Linked DNA regions of Mus musculus: region 1 is linked to region 2. A link is a contact called in public HiChIP or PLAC-seq data. All regions are on one chromosome and are shown on one strand. Each heading gives the region's core, a stretch centred on a gene start, on an enhancer-like site or on the middle of the called end of the contact. The rest is flanking DNA. Distances are from core to core; before and after follow the strand shown.

Region 1 (2,700 bases), core at 115-2,614, 80 kb after region 2:
ACTGGCTATCCAACCCAGGGCTTCGTGCATGCCAAACACTCTACAAACTGAGCCACAACCCCCAGACCATTATTATTGCATGTTTTCTGAGACAGTCTCGTGTAGCCCAGGCTGGCCTTGATGCCAGTGATGACCTTGAATTCCGGATCCTCCTGCTCCAGCCTCTCAGTGCTGGGATGCAGGCTCTGCTGATAATCTGCTCCTCTCAAAAGTTGTAATGGCATCATTCTCGTTCTGAAGGTGACACTGCCCCACTTGCTTTGCCCCAAGTGCTTCCTCCACCTTAGCCCCAGGCTTCCCATAGAGAAATCTAAACCTCTGTCTATTGGCAGGTCCCAAGGGTGGGGCTGGGCAGCAGAGCTCACCTGTTCAGTTTGCTCTAGCTTGCACCAGAGGTTCAGTAAGTGTTCTTTGGGTGAAATGAAAAACAAACAAGCAACAAACAAACGGAGGACAATTTTCCAACTAGATCTTGGAAGATGCTTACTACTCTCTGAACGAGTGACAGATTCTGGAGATAATATTTTTTAAACTTTTAACTTTTAAAAATTACATTTTCTTTATTGAAGTGCAAAAAATATGTGCGAGCCCCCTGTAGGGCAGCAAGCACCTTGGCCTTCTGAGGCAGCTAGTTGGCTCCTGAGGATGACCCTTTAAAGAAACTCAAGGAACTTATTAACAAACAGAAGTCTGCTGTCCGCTGTGGCCACCAGGCAGTGGGGGCGGGGTGGGGGCGGGGGTTGGGGGTTGAGGGAGATTTCTCTATCAAAGCTGGGCTATCTGTTTTCCAGAGGTTGTACCGCTTTTCCACACAGACCTGGATGACAACTTCTGGTCCTCCTATCACTCCCTCTTCAACCAGAACCCACTCCCCAAGGCCAAATCTAAATTAGATTTCCAACCCCACAATCTGCAAGCTGAGTGACCCTGGGCGAGGCGCGGTCTTCTCTGGTCTTTCCTTCCTTGCAAAGTAGGTGACTACGCCTGTGACCCGATAGGGCAGGAAGGCGTGAAATCTGATCAGTCAGGTAAGGTCTCAACTTCAATTTTGGCAAGCTTCAAATTTCTCAACAAAGCTTTGGTGAGTAGCAGGAATGTTGGAGAATGTGTCCAGAACAGGACATTAATTTGACTTCTATTTCTGGGTGGCAGCGTGACCTTTGCCAAATCCCCTACCCTCTGGAGGTGACGTCAGGGCTGGGGTCAGAAACGACCCAGGTAAGAGGTGGCAGGTTTCCCCCGAGGGCGCCCTCCCCCATGCCCTTCCCCTGCAGCCGGTGACACCCAAACTCCAAAAAAGAAGCACTCGGGGTGGGGCTGGACAGGGCGGGGCGGGCAGCGAGCGAATCCGATTGGCCCCTGCGCGCCACGTGTCCCCCTCCACCGTGCGCCCAGCCTGCGCTGCGGCTGCTGCTAGGCTAACGGGCTTCGAGCTGCGTCTGTCCATACGCCCTGATCTGAGGCCTCCCTAGCGCGGTGAGTGTGCAGAGTCGCTGCGGGACACGGGGTCCAGGACTGAAGGGACCTGGTCGGGTCCATGCTGGTGTGCGGTCACCCCGGGGTGTCGCGGCTGGGTGTGTCCCGGGAGGGAACCCAAAGTGCTGGCGCTGGTTGACAGCACCCTGAGGGGGGAGGGGAGCTGGTGCCCCCCGCCCGGCCCCGCCGAGGGTGTGGTCCAAGACCCAGGAGCCTAATTGTCTAAAGTAGTGGAAAAACTTGGTGACCCTCGCGGGAGGCTGTGAGTTACTCAACTTGGAGAGCTTGAGGAATTGAACAGTCTGCTGAGCACCAGACGGTTCGTGGTGTGGTCCGGGAGAAAGGCTCCCTGATGCGGGTCAGAGGAAGGACCTGCTGTCTTTCCGGAGATGCTCACCTTTCCGGGAGCCGCAGAGGCTCTTAGCAAGATGCAGAGGTCCCACTCTGAATTTTGCTTCTCCTAAGCCAACCCGGCTCCTTCCCAGTTTTTCAGGGTCTTAGTTAGATGCTTCCTACTGACCTCGAATCCAGATCCCACCACCAACTTGCAGTGTGGCCTTGAGCCAGCCGCCTTTCCCTCTCTGAGCCCCCATCTCACAAGTGTTGATAACCCCCGCTTTCAGTCCTATGAAAGTGGGTTTGATTTGGCTGCTGGTTGGGGAATCTTGAGTACAGGTGTGGTCGATGAAACTCTCCTTTAGAGAGAATCTGGCTTCTGCTTCCCCCCACCCCCGCCCCACTCCCGCCCCACCCCCTTTTGTCTAAACTCTGGTGGGTCTTACTAGACACTTCCAAATTTGGGCATATGGCTCCAGGATTTGTAGGGGATCCTGGTGTTCCCTTAGAATCTGCCCTCCATTTCACCTCACCTGGCCAGATCACATCTTGAAGCTGCTGAGCCCACCTCTCCGACAGAATAGCTTGACTCTCCAGCCTTTCTTATCCCCCGGGAACTATTTCAGCCCCTGTATGCCCTGATGTTCTGGCTGCAGGCCCTAAGCCCTGCAGGAAGACCCTGGGCAATCCTCTCCCATATCCATGAGTTGCAGCTTGCCTGGGACACTTGGAAGGACTTCTTTTCTCTCTGGGCCCTTGTTCCCCATAGTGGTCTGCTGAGGTGGCCGCCACTTCCGGTGCCCCCCCCCCCCCCCCCCCCCCGCCAATTCAACTGTTCTCAGATTTGGGAGTGGGGTGTGGCTGGGCATGGAGGGAAGGAGAAGGCCT
Region 2 (2,700 bases), core at 18-2,517:
CCTGACAACTCAAGACTCAAGTTCAATCTCTAGTACTCACATGGTGGAAGGAGAGAACCCATTTCCAGATGCTGTCCTCTGACCTCCACACAACCCCTATGGCACAGGCATGCACACACACACACACACACACACACACACTAAATTAAAATTTTCTTTTTTAATATTTAGAGGGCTGAGAAGAAGCTTCAATGGGAAAAGCACTTGCCACACAAGCCTGATAACCTGAGTCTAAATCCCCAGTATGACTTAAAGCCAAGCATGACCGCATGAGTCTGTAATCTCCATTCTCCTACAGACAGTCGGGAAGCAGAGACAGAATTCTGGAAGTCCAGGGGCAGCTAGTCTGGCACATGCAGAGCTGAACAACAGAGACTCTGTCACAAACAAGCTGGAACACAAGGACATCCAACACCTGAGGTTGCCCTCTAACCTCCAGACATCCACTGTAGCACATGTGCCCATACTTACCTGCACACATAGCACACAAACACAAAGATTACAAAGACTTTTTTGATTAGTTATCATTCTAAGGCATGGTGGCACATGGCTGTAATCCCAGCACTCAGGAAACTGAAGCAAGAGGATCACAGAGAAAGGGAGAAGGTAAAAGAGAGAGGCCAGCCATGGCCAAGAGGAAAGAAGGGGGAAAGAAGAGAGAAGGCTAGTGAGTAAGAGGGAGAGGAAGAGAGGGGAGGGGGGGGAGGGGAGGGGAGGGGAGGGGAGGGGAGGGGAGGGAGGAGTAAGAGCGAGGTGAGGCCAAGCAGCCCCTCTTATGGTATGCTGTATCTTTACTGTTGCTAGGTAACTGGGGAGGAGTTTAGCCTGAAGGTCAGAAGTTTGGGCTATTGCCTACGTGACTTCTAGCCATGCTTCTCTTGTGGGGGCTGAGGGGGTGGTAACTTCGACAGGAGCCAGGGTTCCAGGAGCATGAGAGAACTTCTTCGGTCTCATGTAGGTGAATTATCACCACCAGGTCCCAGGGTTCAGACCTCAACTTGACTGAAAACCAGACTGTATGTGTATAGCCCAACGCCCCACACCTCAGTGCTGAGAGTACAGTTCTGCATTCCATTCGGACCAATCTCCCTTCAGAGCTTGTGACAGCTGCCTCCTTCCCCCAGAGCCTGGGTGTTGCAAACAGATCTGTGTACTATCTCCTTCCCAGGCTGAAGTGACTTAAGAGCAGGCTCAGCTCTATGGCCTTTCTTCCTCTTGAGAAGGTTCTGTGTGTGTCCTGCGGGTACAGAGAATGAAACAGAAAAGGGGACTGTAGAATGGAGAACTGGGTGCTGTGGGGGAGGGCAGTAAGTTACATGTGATGTGAACACGGAAAGGCACCGAAAGGGAAGGGGCGGGGAAGGGGGAAGAATCAACCAATTGTGTTTGAAGATACAACAAAGTAATGGAATAATTGCAGGAAGAATGTGAAACTCCTCTTTAACCCCAGCACTCTGGAGGCAGAGGCAGGTGGTTTTCTGTGAGTTCATGGCCAGCCTAGTCTACAAAGTAAGTTACAGGACAGCCAGGGCAACACAGAGAAACCCTGTCTTGAAGAGAAAAAGAAGAAAAACAAAAAGTGAATAGTGTGTGCTAAATAAAAATAATTTTTCAATGATATGGGTATCGGAATGGCTCAGTAGGTAAAAGTACTTACCACCCAAACTGGCCTCTGCTTAATTCCCAAGCCACAGTAGGAGAGACTGACTCCCTCCCCAAAGTTATCCTCTGACCACAAATGCACCATGGAACAAGTGCCTGAATACTCTTTCCTCTTTTGCGCACATACACAGTAAATAAATGTAAAAGAAATTAACAGAAACTTTCACAAAACAGTCTCTTTTTATTTTGAAAAACTTCTAAAGCAAGACAGAAATAGCTCAAATGTCACATCACCTGTCATTAATGCTAAGACCCTCCACAGCCACACCCACGTCAACACAGCTGAAATGCTAGTCTAATCCGACATCTGAAATGAGGATCTCAGACAGTGTCTGTATTCTCTCCCGGTATGCATGTGGCTGTTTCTAGATCATTCCTTATTATTCGTGGCCTTGGCAACCTTGAAGAGCTGCTTGGGATTATCTGACCATAGTTATATTGAGATGACATACTAAGAGCATCTCAGAGAAATGGCGCATACCCTTCAGTAACTGCTCATTTTATAGTGTTAGTTTTATAGCCCAGGCTAACTTGAATTTAAAATCTTCATAAGGGCTGGGATTGCAGGTGTGAGCCACCACGCCCTGCTAGGTAAGACTTAAACAGTGCAGATACTTGGTTTTTGTGCTATTTTATGCCCAGCTTAACATCCACATGAGACTCTTGTCAGTGGGTGACATTTACTCCTGAGGCTGCTGGCTTTTTTCTCTATCTTCTTTTCCTTGGGGTTCCACTGTGCACAGTAGACTCTATCCTGGGTTCTTATTTAAAAGACTCAAATGCATTGTCATCTTTTCTGTTACTCAAACTAACCAGGGATTAATCATCAGACACCCCTTCAGGTTGTCTGCTCCATTCCCTTAATGTGGAGGTTCACGCCTTTGATTCCAGCACTCAGGAGCCAGAGGCAGGTGGGTCCCTGAGTTCAGGGTCATCTTGGTCTACACAGTGAGTTCCAGGCCAGTAAGGGCTACACAGTGAGAACCTGTCTCAAAAATTATTTATATATAATGGTGGCACACACACACACAAATAATA

Evidence for each region. HiChIP or PLAC-seq counts read pairs in DNA pulled down with a chosen protein or histone mark.
Region 1: a contact with region 2 is called in an H3K27ac HiChIP or PLAC-seq map of embryonic stem cells, with 6 read pairs. The contact joins the promoter of Anxa6 here to the enhancer-like site in region 2. A contact is called at or near these places in 1 of 15 datasets of contacts at CTCF or cohesin (CD8 T cells), 4 of 115 datasets of contacts at active chromatin or transcription factors (CD8 T cells, the SCID.adh cell line, effector CD8 T cells and 1 more) and 2 of 9 other capture datasets (adipose tissue and liver).

What each region holds. Positions count from the first base shown.
Region 1 is chr11:55,032,135-55,034,834 of GRCm38.p6, reverse strand. Anxa6 (annexin A6) reads left to right here and starts at 1,364. Exons shown (of 26, transcript NM_013472.5): 1 at 1,364-1,476.
Region 2 is chr11:55,112,153-55,114,852 of GRCm38.p6, reverse strand. It overlaps Gm2a (GM2 ganglioside activator protein), which reads right to left. Exons shown (of 4, transcript NM_010299.3): 4 at 1,824-2,700. Among named protein-coding and RNA genes, the nearest start is that of Gm2a, 16 kb to the right of the region's middle. Within about 2 kb of position 1,267, at least 123 of the 459 cell types and tissues checked have an H3K27ac peak or open chromatin away from gene starts, as enhancers often do. A contact at or near this core is called in CD8 T cells, adipose tissue and embryonic stem cells, where this site is marked.